Regions from separate parts of the Mus musculus genome. Here region 1 is linked to region 2. A link is a contact called in public ChIA-PET data. All regions are on one chromosome and are shown on one strand. The core of a region is the stretch at or near the end of the contact, and the rest is flanking DNA. Distances in the headings are between cores, read along the strand shown. Region 1 overlaps Kat6b (K(lysine) acetyltransferase 6B). Region 2 overlaps Adk (adenosine kinase).

Region 1 (7,414 bases), core at 983-3,482, 520 kb after region 2:
CAAAACATTGTATTATGATGTTGAGCCATTCCTTTTTTATGTCCTTACAAAAAATGATGAAAAAGGCTGTCATCTGGTTGGATACTTCTCCAAGGTAAACCACGAGCCAGCATGGCCTTCTCTCGCTTGCTTGCAAATGTTTTTAGTGGAGCTCAGGTCTTTGAACAGGGTTTTTTTGTTTTGTTTTCTCTTGTTTTTGTATTTTTATGACAATAATTTGAGTAAGTGGCTCATGTTTCTGAAAACCTCAGCTTTTTGTTTAAAGCTCATTTGAAAGGACACAAACAAGAAACAAAACAAATAACAACAAAAGGTGCCTAGGAAGTGTGTAAAGGACCCCAGAACCCTGTGCTGTGCTGACAGTGACCATGCGACATTTCATTACCACCTTGTAGACTGCCTCGCAGCTTTGATTTCCAAATGTTGAGCTTCTTTCTTCTTTTAAGTGGTGTGCACATGAAGCTTTCTGTGATGGAGCACTTAAGACCTCAGCCTCTCTGGCTCATTTCCTACCTCGTGGTCAGCAGTATCCAGTGTTAGAGCATTGGTGTGGGCTGCTGAGATGGCTCCTGAGAAACGTCCAGGACCTGCTTGGTAGGAGAGAACTGACTCCCAGAAGTTGTCCGCATGCACCCTACCCTGCCCTGCCTCCCACCCCACACACACCAAGGAATACATGTAATTAAAACAAAAACAAAAACACCACTGGCAATTGATGGCCTAGTTGATAGGTGGCTGGTTTTCCACCGCTGCCTCTCATGATCTGTGCTGTGGTTTTTAAGTTCTAAGGGAGTCTTGCCTGTAGGAAACCTACCTGTCTCTAGCAGTCAACATGGGGAAGAACTTGCATACTAAGGCACAGTGGCTCGTCTTTTCACTGGTTCAGAGCTCTTCTCCAGAAGAAACTGCTCAGAAACTGCTGTTGCTAAGTCATGCACCTTGAAAGAGAGCTGGTTTGGAATGTGTTTGCCAGGTGTTGAACTTTCCCTGGGTATGCACCCAAGAATGGTTACAGAAACAGAGATGGTAATTATCCAGACGCTCAGCAGATGAGTGACTTTATTGGATCTGCTTTTCTTTAATGTTCATGATGAAACACTCCATAGAAGTGCTGTTTTCACAGGAAATAAGAAGCTAGACTATCTTCCCGGTGTGTTGGCATATGCTGCTAATATAAATACTCAGAGGGCTAAGACAAGGGATCACCAGTTTGTGGTCAGCCAAGACGGCATGGCAAGACTGTCCATGTCCCTCAGTGTTCTCTCCCTCCAGACACATGAACCATCCAGAGGTCCTCCTGTCTCATCCCTGTGTGCAGCTATTTTGACTGACTCTCTTTCCTTCTTTCTTTCTTTCTTTCTTTCTTTCTCTCTCTCTCTCTCTCTCTCTCTCTCTCTCTCTCTCCCTCTCTCTCTCTCTTTCTTTCTTTCTTTCTTCATTGTTTATTTGTTTTTGTTTTTTGAACAGAATCACACTATTTAGCTCTGGCTATGCTAGAATTCAGAGATCTGCCTGTCTTCTGCCTCCTGAACATCCACTCCCCACCCACTCCAGACAGTGTTTCTCTGTGCAACAGCCCTGGCTTTACTGGAACTCTCTCTGTAGACCAGGCTGTCCTGGAACTTACCAAGAAATACCTGCCTCTGCCTCTGCGTCCCGAGTGCTGGGATTAGAAGGTACACCACCAAGTCTGGCAGCCCTTCTGTTCAATGTGGATTTAAGCCTCGTGCTCCTGGAGGCTCACACCGGCACAGCAGGCTTTTTACTTACTTACTGGGCTAGGTCCATCTATTAAGAAAAGGAAGTGGATTGCTGTTGGATTATATTTCAGTGAACTCTCATGGCTGAGAACAGTTCTGGACAGAGAAAGGGCTGGCATCAAGGATATAAATCCTCTTTGCCCAGAGTACATCTCTTTTTAGATAGAGTGACCCATTTATCTTACTTTGCACAGTAAAATTAATTATTTGAGCCTTTACTATTGGCATGCACATCCAGGGATGGGCAATTTATCTCCTAGAGTCTCGTTGTTACTTCTCAAGGCTTAGAGATGCCACAGACAGCTACAAGTACACAAAAGTGGGGCTCATCTTCTTTCATTTTTGCCCTTTAGACTTTTTTCCACAGTTGTTTCCTGTGGTCTTTGAAACTGGTTCGTTAAAGATCTGAGTGTTCTGAAGTGATCTTGTGATGTGGTTCTATTTGTGAGCAGCCTCATTTGTGGTTTATATTTGGCCACAGCACTCACGGCCTCAGAAGCCTTTTCCAGATCTTCTCTGTGTAGGTTTTGGTGGTGTCTGTGTACTGTGAATTCGATATTGCGATTGTGAACCCTTAGTTCTTAGAGCTGTCCAGAGCTCTACTCAGACCCCCTCCTGGCTTTAGCCTGTTGATAGGATTTCCGTCTCACTGTTGTTCAGAGGCTTTGGGGTTTCTTGGTGTCTTTGTTGTTGTTTGATTTTCCTGGTTTGAGGTGCCGACTTTAATTATTTCTACTTGGCCTTCTGACTCACAGGAGACACATTTGTTTGTGTGTCCACTCACGTGTCTGCCATTCCAGTGCCACTGGGGGATTTACTCAGAGGCAGAGGCCAGCTTGCCATTGTCGAGTTGTAGATTATCACGCAGTAGGGCTGCCCGCCAAAGCCCAGTTTACTCCACTGGGTGGACTAGGTGGTGTTTTCTCCGTTTCTGCAGTTGTGTGAGCAAGGAGAGCGTCGTTCCCTCCTGTGGCGGTTCTTTCACCCTGCACACATTTCCTAGATTCCCTATACGGATTTTATGCTCCTAACTTTGTAGAATGCAGATACATCTGAGAAGCATAGCCAGAGAGGGTGCTTTGTTGTTACTTACTTGATCAGCATGGTAGGATTACTCTGATTGGTCCTGACCCAAGCCACTGTTTGACCTTAGCGGATAGCTTTACAAGGACGGTGGCAGGTACTGGGACTTGCCCACTGCAGCAGAGCTCTGACATACTTACTATGCTTCTTTTTCCCATAGGAAAAGCTCTGCCAGCAGAAGTATAATGTGTCCTGCATAATGATCATGCCCCAGCACCAAAGGCAAGGATTTGGACGCTTTCTCATTGATTTCAGTAAGTGAAATACATTACTTCCTTCCAGAGTAGCTGCCGGCTGTTTCAGGAAACTGTACCGCATAAAGCTTTATTTAACCTGCTGTGCTGTTTTCTTTTTGTAATCGTACATAGTGGGTCTTCTGTTTATAACCACCTGAGTTAGAAGATCTTCCTCACGTGACAGTTTCCCTGACACCCACTTACACTCAGGGAAAATGAGACTAGATCTCACCACAGTGCCCTTGCCTCAGAAAGCCATTACCTGCAATGAGCTGGTAGAGTTCTGTGGCACTGTGCTCACTATACCATTAGGTAATTATTGGGAATAAGCACAAGCGATTGTTAGTTACAAGGAGTTTTCGCTTTCTCAGATTTTGCCCAGTAGTCTTTGTGGAGCAGAGGAGAGCAGGGGTAAAGAGAGCCTGTTCACCTGAGGAGGCTCTAGTTACTTCCCTCTCACTGTTGCAGAAGCTGTTGGTAACGAGGTTTCTCAGGAGCTGCTGGCTTCATATGCACTTGTAGCCCTGAGCCTCTCTGGTTAAAGCTGGATGCTTGCAACAGTGCAGCGGCTGGATGCTTGCAACAATGCAGCGGCTGGATGCTTGCAACAATGCAGCGGCTGGATGCTTGCAACAATGCAGCGGCTGTGCTTCTTTCTTAGCCGCTGTCTCTCTTCTTGCTTATTTCATACTAAGGCTCAAGCTGCATTTAGAGAGATAGTAGCCTGTGAGCCCCTTACCCTGTGATGATAGGACTCTCTAGCTATATGACAGTCTGTCACTTAGTGCACGTGAATTCGTAGGTTGTTAGCTGGATAAAGGAAATTTGAATATATGTGCAGGAAATGCAAGGCCTTGCATGTAGGTATGCTGTGAGGGTCCATAAGGAAGTATGTTGACTCTATAAGTCTCTATCATTAGATTCTGAAATGTTGAAGTCTGCAGATAAATTTTAGACTGATTTTGTATAATTTCCTGACCAAAAAAATATAAAATTAAAAAGGATTTTGGGTTGATTATTTTTATACCTTCAGATAGTATTTCCAATTATTAATTTGTTTTCCTAGTCTTACTGTTTTGGCCTAGTTATCCAGGAGACTAATTGTCCAAGGAGGGCTATATACTAGCTCACTGTCGTTCCTTTCCACATCCTCGCTGTAATCAGACTCTTTTTCTTCTTTAGTTTTCCATGTTTTAAATCACTGTTCCCTGAGCCTTCCATACTTGTACCTAATGCACTGATTGCTCCTCTCCTGCCCTCCCTCTTCCCTCCCTCATCCCTCACCCCCTTGTTTGCTACTTAATCTCTTTCTTGTATTCATGTCTTTTTATCTATGTCCCTCTGGGTTTGACCAAGTCCATGTATGTGGCTTTAGTTCCTGGTGGTGTAGGAGTGGGTACACATGTGAAGACCATCATTACATGAGGTTTTTTTTAAGGGGGGGGGGTTCTTCTTGTTTATATTGGATAAGTAAATGTACAGTTACATTCGAGTTAAATCCCTGCTACAGCTATTTGGAAAGGCAGAATTAGCTGACTCTTTATGGAATATTTTACAGTCATCATGTATGAGGCGCTCATCTATAACTACACTTTCTGGGATACATCACAACCATGCAGGTCTAAGCTTGCTGACAGTGTTCTCGTGTCTCTAGACTAAAAGGACGTTCCAGGAGACAGCTCCAGGCTACCTTTTAAGCTTTTTGACTCAACAGTTTGCTTCTCTGAGTTCTTTTTCTGTGCATGGCCTTTCCTGACATGGCCCCTTCCTCTTGCCTGTTCAAAACCATGCTCATTTGGTAACAACTCAAGAACCTCTTATCTCTAATGCTGTCTTTGTAAGTTCTATCTTATACCGTCCCAGCTATGTTCTATACGAGCATGCTTAGACCGTGTTTGTCCTTTTGTGCTAAACATCAGTATATCGTGCTTCTGAGTTACCGTGATCTCCTTGGAAACTTTTTTGGATCAGCATAGTTCCTATAACAATTTGTATTAGATGTCGTTTTGCTGATATGAAGTGATAATGAAGCTATCTAAAGTGATGCCTAGATTATAAAGGAACTGGTACCACCAGGTAAAAAAGTCAAGCTCTAAATACAGTGATATAATTACAGGGGACATACATGAATGTACATGTATGGATAACCCAGGGTTCCCTTTAAGTGCTAAAACTATTTTAAAACTTCAGACATGAAAAAACAAGGTGGACTTGAACTTTTCTTTCCTTTGAGACCAGGTCTCATTTTATACTTCTGGCTGACTTGGAATTCACTTTGCAGACCAGGCTGGTCTTCATCTTCCAGAGATCTGCCTGTCTCTGCCTCCCATGTACTAAGATCTGAGGTGTGCAGCACCATTCCTAACCACCACCCTGTAATTTCAGACATGAAATACAGGACACACTGGAATACTTTTGGGGACATTTGCGGTCATTATGAATGCCATCCTCCGGATGTGACTGGGTTTAGTAGTCCTGACAGTCTTGTAGAACCCTTGGCCTTGTCTCTCCACTAGAGTGCTTAAGCACCATGATGAAAGATTTTAGTATAGTTGAAAGGTGGGGTGGGGAATAGTTTGAAGGGAATTGGTATTGTTTTACAGTACTCACAAGAAAACGGGACCGAGTGTAAGCCCAATAAAAATTCACTTTAAAAACAGAATTATTCCTTGACCAACCATTGTAAAGAAGACAGGGTATGCTGTTGAAAAATTAATAGCATCTCCTTGGTAGTCACTTAAAATATTAGTAGGTAAATATCTTTCCAGAACCATTTGGATCCAGGCATTCACAGAGGGGGGTGGGGGGGGAGCACATAACCTCTCATCAGTTTTTCCTCACAGGTCAGTGCTCTGGGTAAGAAAGATGAGCAGGACTTGTAAGATTTCTAAAATATGTTCTGTTCCATTAAAAGGACCTCTTAATAATGGTTTGGGTTCTGTTGTGTAAGGCTGGGACCTGTTGATTAAGGTTGTATTTTCAGTTAGTCAGAGCAACTGTAAAGTAGGGAAGTCCTTGTCAATAATGATTGTAATTTAGCAAAGGAAAACAGCATACTGCACCTGGACTTTTATATATGTTCCAATAGAGTGTGTGTGTGTGTGTGTGTGTGTGTGTGTGTGTGTGTGTGTGTGTGTGTATACGCTCTTGAGTGCGTGTGTCTGTTTGTCTGTCTGTCTGAAAAATGCATGCACAAGATTTTGGCACTGTTGTCCGGTACAGTAAGAGAACTGATGGGGTTGTCCACAGGCCCAAATGCTACCCTTCCAAGAAGCTGTCTCTTGCTTCTGGGACAGCTTATCTGGCACTTGTCAGAGTGAGGTCTCTCAGGAGGCTGTTTGCACATCTTGGCCAGAGTGAGTAAAAGGTGCCAGCATCTCAGAGACAGCCTGCTCATAGACAGACTCAGGGTTCATGACTGCTCAAGAAGCGATGGACACAGGCTGCAGGGGTCTCTTCTCCTGGATTCTGAGATTTCCTCTCCCTTAGTCAAAAACTTTAAAGCCCTCCTACACACACACAGACAACTCTCCACCCTCACTAGACATGTCAAGACTTCAAAGAAGCCCACTTCCCACAAAACTTCTGCTACTTTTTGCCTCCCACGGACAAGGAAAATAGCTGCTCTTCCCACGGGGAACAGCTAGGCACTGGGGAGCTAGAATGTTCCTTCCTGAGCCCTGGCCTGCTCCTGCTGTTAGAGCTGCCCAGCAATGCCTTATATATTTCACTGTTTCTTTATTTTGAAAGAAAATTCAGACTTGAGAGAAAAGTTACAATATTGTGCCTAGAATTTCCATGAATTCTTTACCTGGATCCCCTGGGCGTTGGCATGTATAGTGTCTGTTCTTTTATTCTCCTTCTTCTCTCTCATACGTCTCTTTCCTGAATTGTGATGAGGATGAACCGCGTGTGTTAGTCCATCTTTAAAGATCCTCTGCTGTGTATCCCACAAACTCTCAGAACCAAAATATCCCTATCAGCAGGCACTCTGTATGAGTGAGTGTGCTAGATTCAGGTTTCGTCTTGCCAGTGCTTCCTGCTGTCCTTTTGGGGGAAATACCTCTCAGTGTGGGTTTATTTCTCACCACATTCAGTCACTGGGTCTCTTAAATTTCCCAAGATCAGGGGTATTGGTGGGTTTGTCTTGATTTTAGTTCCTTGGACATTGTAAAGTGTGCGGGGACCTATTCTGTACAGTACCTGCCTTCCCATTGGGGCTTCTCTGATATTAGATTTGGGTGGTAAGCTTTGGGGAGAAGTACTAGAGAAACTAAGGTTCCTCCTCCTTGGCATACAAAATGTGCTGACCATGTTATGCGGTGGTACCTGCCA
Region 2 (6,837 bases), core at 3,565-6,064:
TAAAGGAATCAAAAAAGTGAAAGATACTAACTTTATTTGTAAATAGAGACTTAAGAATAGTTTGATTTCTTATATTTGAGCATACCTGCAATGGTAAAAGATAGAACCACTTTTATATACATATTCATTTATAAACATATAAATTTTACATTGCTTGGAATGTGAATAGTGTTGAGATGTGATCAGGAAAATTCATGAAAGAAAAGTTAATAATTGCTAAAGTTATTAACAAAAACTTATTCATACCACTTTATAGAGATAGCCTAAACTGGATAGTTGATTTTCCTCCCACTTTGCTATACTCCACAAAGCAGGGGGAGAAAAATCAATCTCTCTTCAAGGGGCTTAGGTTTATTTGTTTGACTTTGAAAGACAGATGCTAAGGCAAAGCCCAGTACCTATTTTGTCACACATCGGGTGGGAGACACAGGAGTAAAGGGACCTGTCACAGGTAAACCAGCATTCATCACAGTGCTGGGCCAGAGGCTGCTCTTCTGCTTCCCTCTTAAGCTCCCCACCCCCTTCTTCTTTTTGGCTCCACCAAAATGCTCCTAAAGCATACAGTAATTTTATTGTATTTATTTATTTTTAAAGATGATTTTACTTTGTATTTATAAATGTTTTGCTAGCATGTTCACCACACGTGTGCATGGTTCCGGTGGAGGCTAGATGTTGGGTTCGATGGCCCTGCAGTTACAGATGGTTGTGAGCTGCCACGTGGGTACTGGGAACAAAACCCCAATCCTCTGCAAGAGCAGCAAGTGTTCTTATCCACAGTCAACTCTCCATGCACAGTCATTTTAAAAGAAGGTTAGTGTTCGGTTTAGTGACTGAGAACAACACACACAGTATCTTGCCGCCTAAATTAATATCACAGGACCAATTTGTGATTTTAGAAATCACCTTAGACCTACAACCAAATGGGTTGCCGAAAACTGATTAGGTATTGTGTATATCTGACTTTTTTCAATTTGAAGATATTTAAAATTCTTCCAAGGTGAGGCAAAAATTCAAAGGTTTATGTCAGATTAATACAGAAAGCTTTTGTGCTTAGGAAATGTCAGACTTATAGTTTAATTGAGTTATATTCTGAATTTTGTGTGTTATATGGTATATTAAGCCTATTGTGTATTTTTCATTTCCTTGAGAGTTTTAATCAGAATCCTCATCACTGAAGTCCTTGCTTGCCTTGGGTCTCCTTTCCCGAGAACATGTCCAACTTCTTCCATCTTACTTCTTTGATTTGATGCATGTTACTTCCATTGGGAAATTCAAGCTAAGGTTCCAGTCTCTTTCATGTAGGAAACATTTATTTATACACTGTGTTTGTTTCCAGTGGAGGGAACCAATCCTAGCCTCAGGGATACAGGCGAGCACTCTAAATACTGAACTACATCCCAGCAGGGCCCAGAATCATTACTTTTCAAACTGTTTTTCTATGTAGTCTTAATCTTTACAAAGTAACTTTTCTATGTTGTTTGAATTAGTCTTTGAAAAGCTCCTTAGGGTGTACACTAGTACTCTATGCAGAATACAGAAAATGCATACAAAGTCTTCTATTTTATCTCAAGTAGAAGGAACATGTGTTAGTACCAGTAGCATAAAATTATTCTTTTATTTGAACAAAATTGGTACTTATTTCATGTGTGTTGCTGTTTTGCCTGCATGTATGTCTGTATACCACATATGTGCCTAGTGCTTGTAGAGGCCAGAAGAGTGTATCAGACCCCCTGGAAGCTGGTGAACTGGTTGTGAAGTGGGTGTTGGGAACTGAACCCAGATCTATTGGGAAGCAGCCGGTGCTCTAAACTGCTGAACCATTTCTGCAGCCCCATGTAATTAACTGTGTATGAGAAATAACTTTGATTTTTCTTCAAGTAGCATGCTATCTAGAATAAGAAATGAAGTGCGTCCCTTCTTGCAGGGAGAATTGCGGCCATTACCATTGTCATCATCAATATTATTACTGAACTGATGATCATACAGTCTTTTTTTACACAAAAATTATCATTTATCACAAAACAACAAACTAAGCTTCTGATAAAATTCAAAATATCTGTGTGATAGGCATCTTACCCCAACTCTCCATTGTGATCAGTGGGTACTGGCTCCATATTAAAGCGTGAAGTACACCTTCTGCATCTCCTAGGGACCTTTGGGTATACTGCGGCTTGGATGTATTATTTTTGAGACTGAAGCTAGGTTATGTGGACTTGTTCTCCAAAAAAATGAAGAGATGATGTCTTCCAGAGGGCCATCTTTTTAAGTAATTGAGACAAAACTGAACAAAACCACTACTAGTTGTAAGTGTAGTTAGTGAGTTTGTAGTTTGTGTCTTCTTGGAAGTGGAGTGCTACCACAAGCATACTGTCTGTGCTATTTTGAGTTGGTTGATCACTGAGATGGACCGTCAGAAGATACTCTGAGCTCATATCATGGACTGGAAACCCATAACTTCCAGCAGACTGTGATTGGAAGTTTGCTTTATCATCGCTTTATTCTTTGCTTCTGGCTCCCTCTGTGGAACTCCGTTAAGACTGCAGCATGACTTTCTAGTAATTTAACAAAGCCGTCAAGGTTTTATGTAGAAGAGATCAGGACCTTCTTTTGAAGTTTTCTTTTATATCCAATCACTCTGGGTGACATTTTGACCATGGGACCCCAGTTCTTTTTTTAAAAAATGTTAGTATGTGTGAAAACATTCCTCATAGCAAAGTTCCCCCAATAATGTATGAATTTGTATTATTCTTGAAATTGCTTTGTGTTAGTGAGAAATTTAAGGTATCGCCTGAGTGAATGAAATGCGTGTTGCACTTAGGCCTACCTAAATGTGCTCCCTTATACTTTCTTAGCAGAGTGCAAAAGACTTGATTTTTCTCCAACATTTGAATCAAATTCGTTTTTAAGTGCTCCTAATTTTAGCAAGTATTTCATGTTGGTAGTTAAGTTTATATAGTTACTGTAACTGCTCTTTTGGTTTGAGCTTTTAAAAGACAGTTTTAGGTTTCTCTAATCAGGTATTTTTGTTTTTTTGTTTTTTTTTTTTTTTAAATATGTTGCTCTGGACTTTGAGTATAGCTTAGTGATTGAGTGCTTGCTCGCTCTCTCTCTCTCTCTCTCTCTCCCCCTCTCTTTCTCTCTCTGTGTGTGTGTGTAGCAAAAGAGAGCATTAACCTTTTAGATACTTATTTTATCAAAAGTCATGAGATTTGCTCAACTCCTGTCAGAGAACTTCCTCCTGCATTAAATGGGAGTTAACACGGAGATCCACAACTAGATAGTAACAGAGGAGGAGAGACTTTTGCAACACTCAGTGGTAAATGAGAGGTCTTCACCAAACTCCTTCCATCAAGGATCAGGCATCTCTGCTGAAGAGGAGGCAGAAAGGCAGTGAGAACACACACAGCAGTACTGATGTGCATACAAACTGAAGAGACCGTGCAACATACACAAGGCCTACACAGATGGGGTCCTGGCAATGAGGGGTGTGGACAGAGGCTCTCACCCATAACCAAGAAGCTGTTTACACTTGATACAAAGGGGAAAGCAGCTCTCCTATGGAGTGTCACTGGGTGTGTCAACTGCATTACACAGCAGGCCCTATGCCCAGGAGTGTTTAGCCAACACAAAATAAACTCTGTAGTATTTTTGTAGACTTTTGTTTTATTTTGGTACTTTTTTTTTTTTTGTCCTATTATTCTTTTGCTTTTTATTTTTCTGTTTTTGTGTTGGGAGGTCGAGGTGGGGAGGAGGATCTGGGAGAGATTGGGGGAGGGGAACCATCATGAAAATATACTGTGAAAACATATCTTTCAGGTTTAAAAAGTCTTGAGTTATATAGTACTCTTACGAAGCTTTTGCTTGCAAGTGCCTCACAGTCTTCGGTGTGGATGGTTTGGAGTTTCTCATCCCTGGTGTTCTGTTATAGGCTGGGACCCTTCATGGTGACGAATGGCTAGTGCAGCTCTAGAGGTAATTATAGTTGAGAATTTAGTGACAATAAGAGAGTGTTTCTTTTAAAAAACTACTCAGACAAACTTTCTAATGTGATTGTCCTCTGTATCACATGTTCTTTCTGAGTCAGTTGCAGAGCAAACAAATGGGTTGGGGATTTGCCTCAGTGGGTAGAGTACTTGTGTAGTGTGTTTGAGGCCCTACGCCTGGTTCTCAGAACTTTATAAATCAGGGCGTGGTGCATGTTGGGTTGCAGATGGGTCACCGCATGCACTTGACCCTTGGGCGGGTTGTGTACATCTACTCATGTCCTCAAGTTTCAGCACCATGTGCATTATCCCCCGAGCCTTCTCCCTGGCCTGCATATATTTAATGGTGTAAAAACTATTAATTAAGTTATGCATCAGGCACTGTTTAATGCCTAATTTAAACCTTCCCATTTTCATTATTATAATGAAAATATTCCTCACATTTCTGCCTATTTTCAGATAAAAACAGTGTTAAGTACCATACTTTTAATTTTACTAACGACTCTCCTGAGGTATGACAATCATAATTAACAAGAACGTTTCTGCCTTGGTGCCAGGGATCCCATCCGGTGCCTCCCACATGCGAGGGAAGCACCTCCCCACCCCTACCTACCTCACTGTGCCCTCTGCCTTTGCCATTTTACCTAACGCTAGTCATTGCTCAATATGTGTGCTGTGAAAACATCTGAACCCGGGGGTTGCTCTTTTGGTGAAGGAACTTTGATCTTTATTTTCTGATCACGAGCTTTCAGTTTGAATACAGGTTGGCAAAACACTTGTGAAATAGAATACCTAGTGGTATATAGCTTTATGTTCCTGTCTGTGGCGACCACTTTGAAGTGGTGTTTTCTCCTTCCATAGAAGCCTCCCAGGCATGGCTTCTCAAGGGCACTGTGAGTCATTCCTGCCTTGAGAGCAATTGTAAACCTCTCCTGCTTTGCTCTCTCATCATCTCTAAGGAAATGTGTCAGTTGTCTAACTAGTTTCATTATTGATATTTGGCCTGTTAGGGTGTCTTAGTGATTCCAATTCCTTTAGGGTTTGTAATTTCTTTTTTCTTCTTTTTCTTTTCTTTCTTTCTTTCTTTCCTTTTTTTTTTTTTTTTTTTAGTTTTAAGATTCTTAAGCTGGTGATAGTGGCACACCCCATTGATCCCTGCACTCAGGAAGCAGAGAGGCAGGTGGATCTGTGAGTTCAAGGCCAGCTTGATCTACAAATGAATTCGAGGATGGCTAGAGCTACACAGTGGAGCTTGTGTCTTCAAAACAAAGTAAACAGAAAGATTCAGAGATGTTCCTGAAAATTTTGTGTTTTGAGATAGGGTCTCACAGTGTGCCCCTGGCTGACCTGGAACCCACAAACGTGTGCCTCCACAGTCTGATAAAGGCACGCTGCCCCACAGCCAGCCCAGAAGGTTTCTTGACCTCCCTGATCTGGTTTCTGGCCAGATTTTACATTAGAAGAGCTAGGTTGTCCTGTAATTTTGTTTCCTTCCATCTCATCTCAGGAGCCAGCCAAAGGTAAAGTTCCCTCTGTCTTTGTACCTTTACGCGCTCAGTATACTTTTGTTTTTAGGCTTTCTTACTTATGTTTGGTGATTGGGTCTCAGGGTATGTCCCTGGCAGGACTGGAACTTGGTAAATAGGCCCGATTCTCCTTAAACTCAACCACCCTCCCTGAGCTGAGGTTAAAGGTGTTCACTAGCATACCTGACTCAGTATGCTTTTTAGTGAATAAAATGTCTTGAATATCCAGAATGTCTCCAACTCTGACTCTACTCGTTCTTTATTCCTTGATGATTCCCTCCTGAGGTGTTAACAGTAGGACCCAAGGTTGCCTGCCTCCAGTCCTGCCCCTTCTGTCATTCTGCTTATTAAGTAACCTTCCGTTCACTTTGTCCTGTCCCCTCCTAATGGTCCACCTCTATGAAAGGTGAATTCATCCCACAGTTGACTATAATGTTAACAGACTTGAAGAGATGGGTGTGGCTCAGCATGCCTAGTTCACTTGTGAGACCAAGGCAGGAGGTGATATGTTAGAATAGTGGCTCGAGTTGGAACATAGCACACCAGGCCAAAACAGTTCCACGTGTAAGAGGGGCAAGGTGGCAGCAGAAAAGAGAAGGGGGGAAGAGAGAGAGAGAGAGAGAGAGAGAGAGAGAGAGAGAGAGAGAGAGAGAGAGAGAGAGATGGGGTATGGCTTTCTTTATATATATGGGTAATGATGTAACACAAGTAAAGGTAGGAGGTGAGCTAAGTGGATTCTGGGGATATGGTGGCTGTTGCCTTGGTAATGGGTCTGCAGGTCCCACCTATGTGATGTCACAGGTTTCAGAGGTCCTGATGCCAACAGGAGGACTGTCTTGAGTTTGATGTCAGCCAAAGACAGACAAACACCACCAAACAAAATTGCTTTAGTGGTTCTGTAATTGTCCAGTGTCAAGCATGGCTTGTAAGTTGTTGCTAACTGGGACCTTGCCTTCTCCTTCAGTGATAGCCTCTGGAGTCAGCTTTCTTCTGTCACCCCCCACCCTTTTCAGAAAAATTTAGCCACTTCTACCTCCCCAATTCAGCCCTAATGAATTTGTTCCTACTATACTGTAATTTTTCTGAGAGTCTCTAATATTAGACTGAGTTTCTTAATGACTAATTACATCCCATTATGCTGGCTACTCTACATAGTTTTGTGTACTGCATTTTGTTGCTTAAATTCCTAAATGCTTATGGATTATGGAATAAGTATTCCTTGAAATGAAAGTTAAATTAACAAAATTATGTTCTATCATTTATGAGAATTTTAGAAAAATTTTTCCTAAAGCTTAAGGTATTATCTAAAGGTATATCTAAAGGTTTAA

Evidence for each region. ChIA-PET counts read pairs in DNA pulled down with a chosen protein or histone mark.
Region 1: a contact with region 2 is called in an RNA polymerase II ChIA-PET map of memory CD8 T cells, with 6 read pairs. The contact joins two enhancer-like sites. A contact is called at or near these places in 1 of 39 promoter capture datasets (hippocampal neurons), 1 of 15 datasets of contacts at CTCF or cohesin (the NIH/3T3 cell line), 3 of 484 Hi-C or Micro-C datasets (the 3T3-L1 cell line, 3T3-L1-derived adipocytes and bone marrow-derived macrophages), 2 of 115 datasets of contacts at active chromatin or transcription factors (embryonic stem cells and memory CD8 T cells) and 1 of 9 other capture datasets (adipose tissue).

The regions. Positions count from the first base shown.
Region 1 is chr14:21,634,544-21,641,957 of GRCm38.p6, forward strand. It overlaps Kat6b (K(lysine) acetyltransferase 6B), which reads left to right. Exons shown (of 17, transcript NM_017479.3): 11 at 1-94; 12 at 3,004-3,097. Among named protein-coding and RNA genes, the nearest start is that of Dupd1, 76 kb to the right of the region's middle. Within about 2 kb of position 2,233, at least 27 of the 459 cell types and tissues checked have an H3K27ac peak or open chromatin away from gene starts, as enhancers often do. A contact at or near this core is called in memory CD8 T cells, where this site is marked.
Region 2 is chr14:21,108,202-21,115,038 of GRCm38.p6, forward strand. The region is part of intron 3 of Adk (adenosine kinase); the gene reads left to right. Among named protein-coding and RNA genes, the nearest start is that of Adk, 59 kb to the left of the region's middle. Within about 2 kb of position 4,815, at least 51 of the 459 cell types and tissues checked have an H3K27ac peak or open chromatin away from gene starts, as enhancers often do. A contact at or near this core is called in memory CD8 T cells, where this site is marked.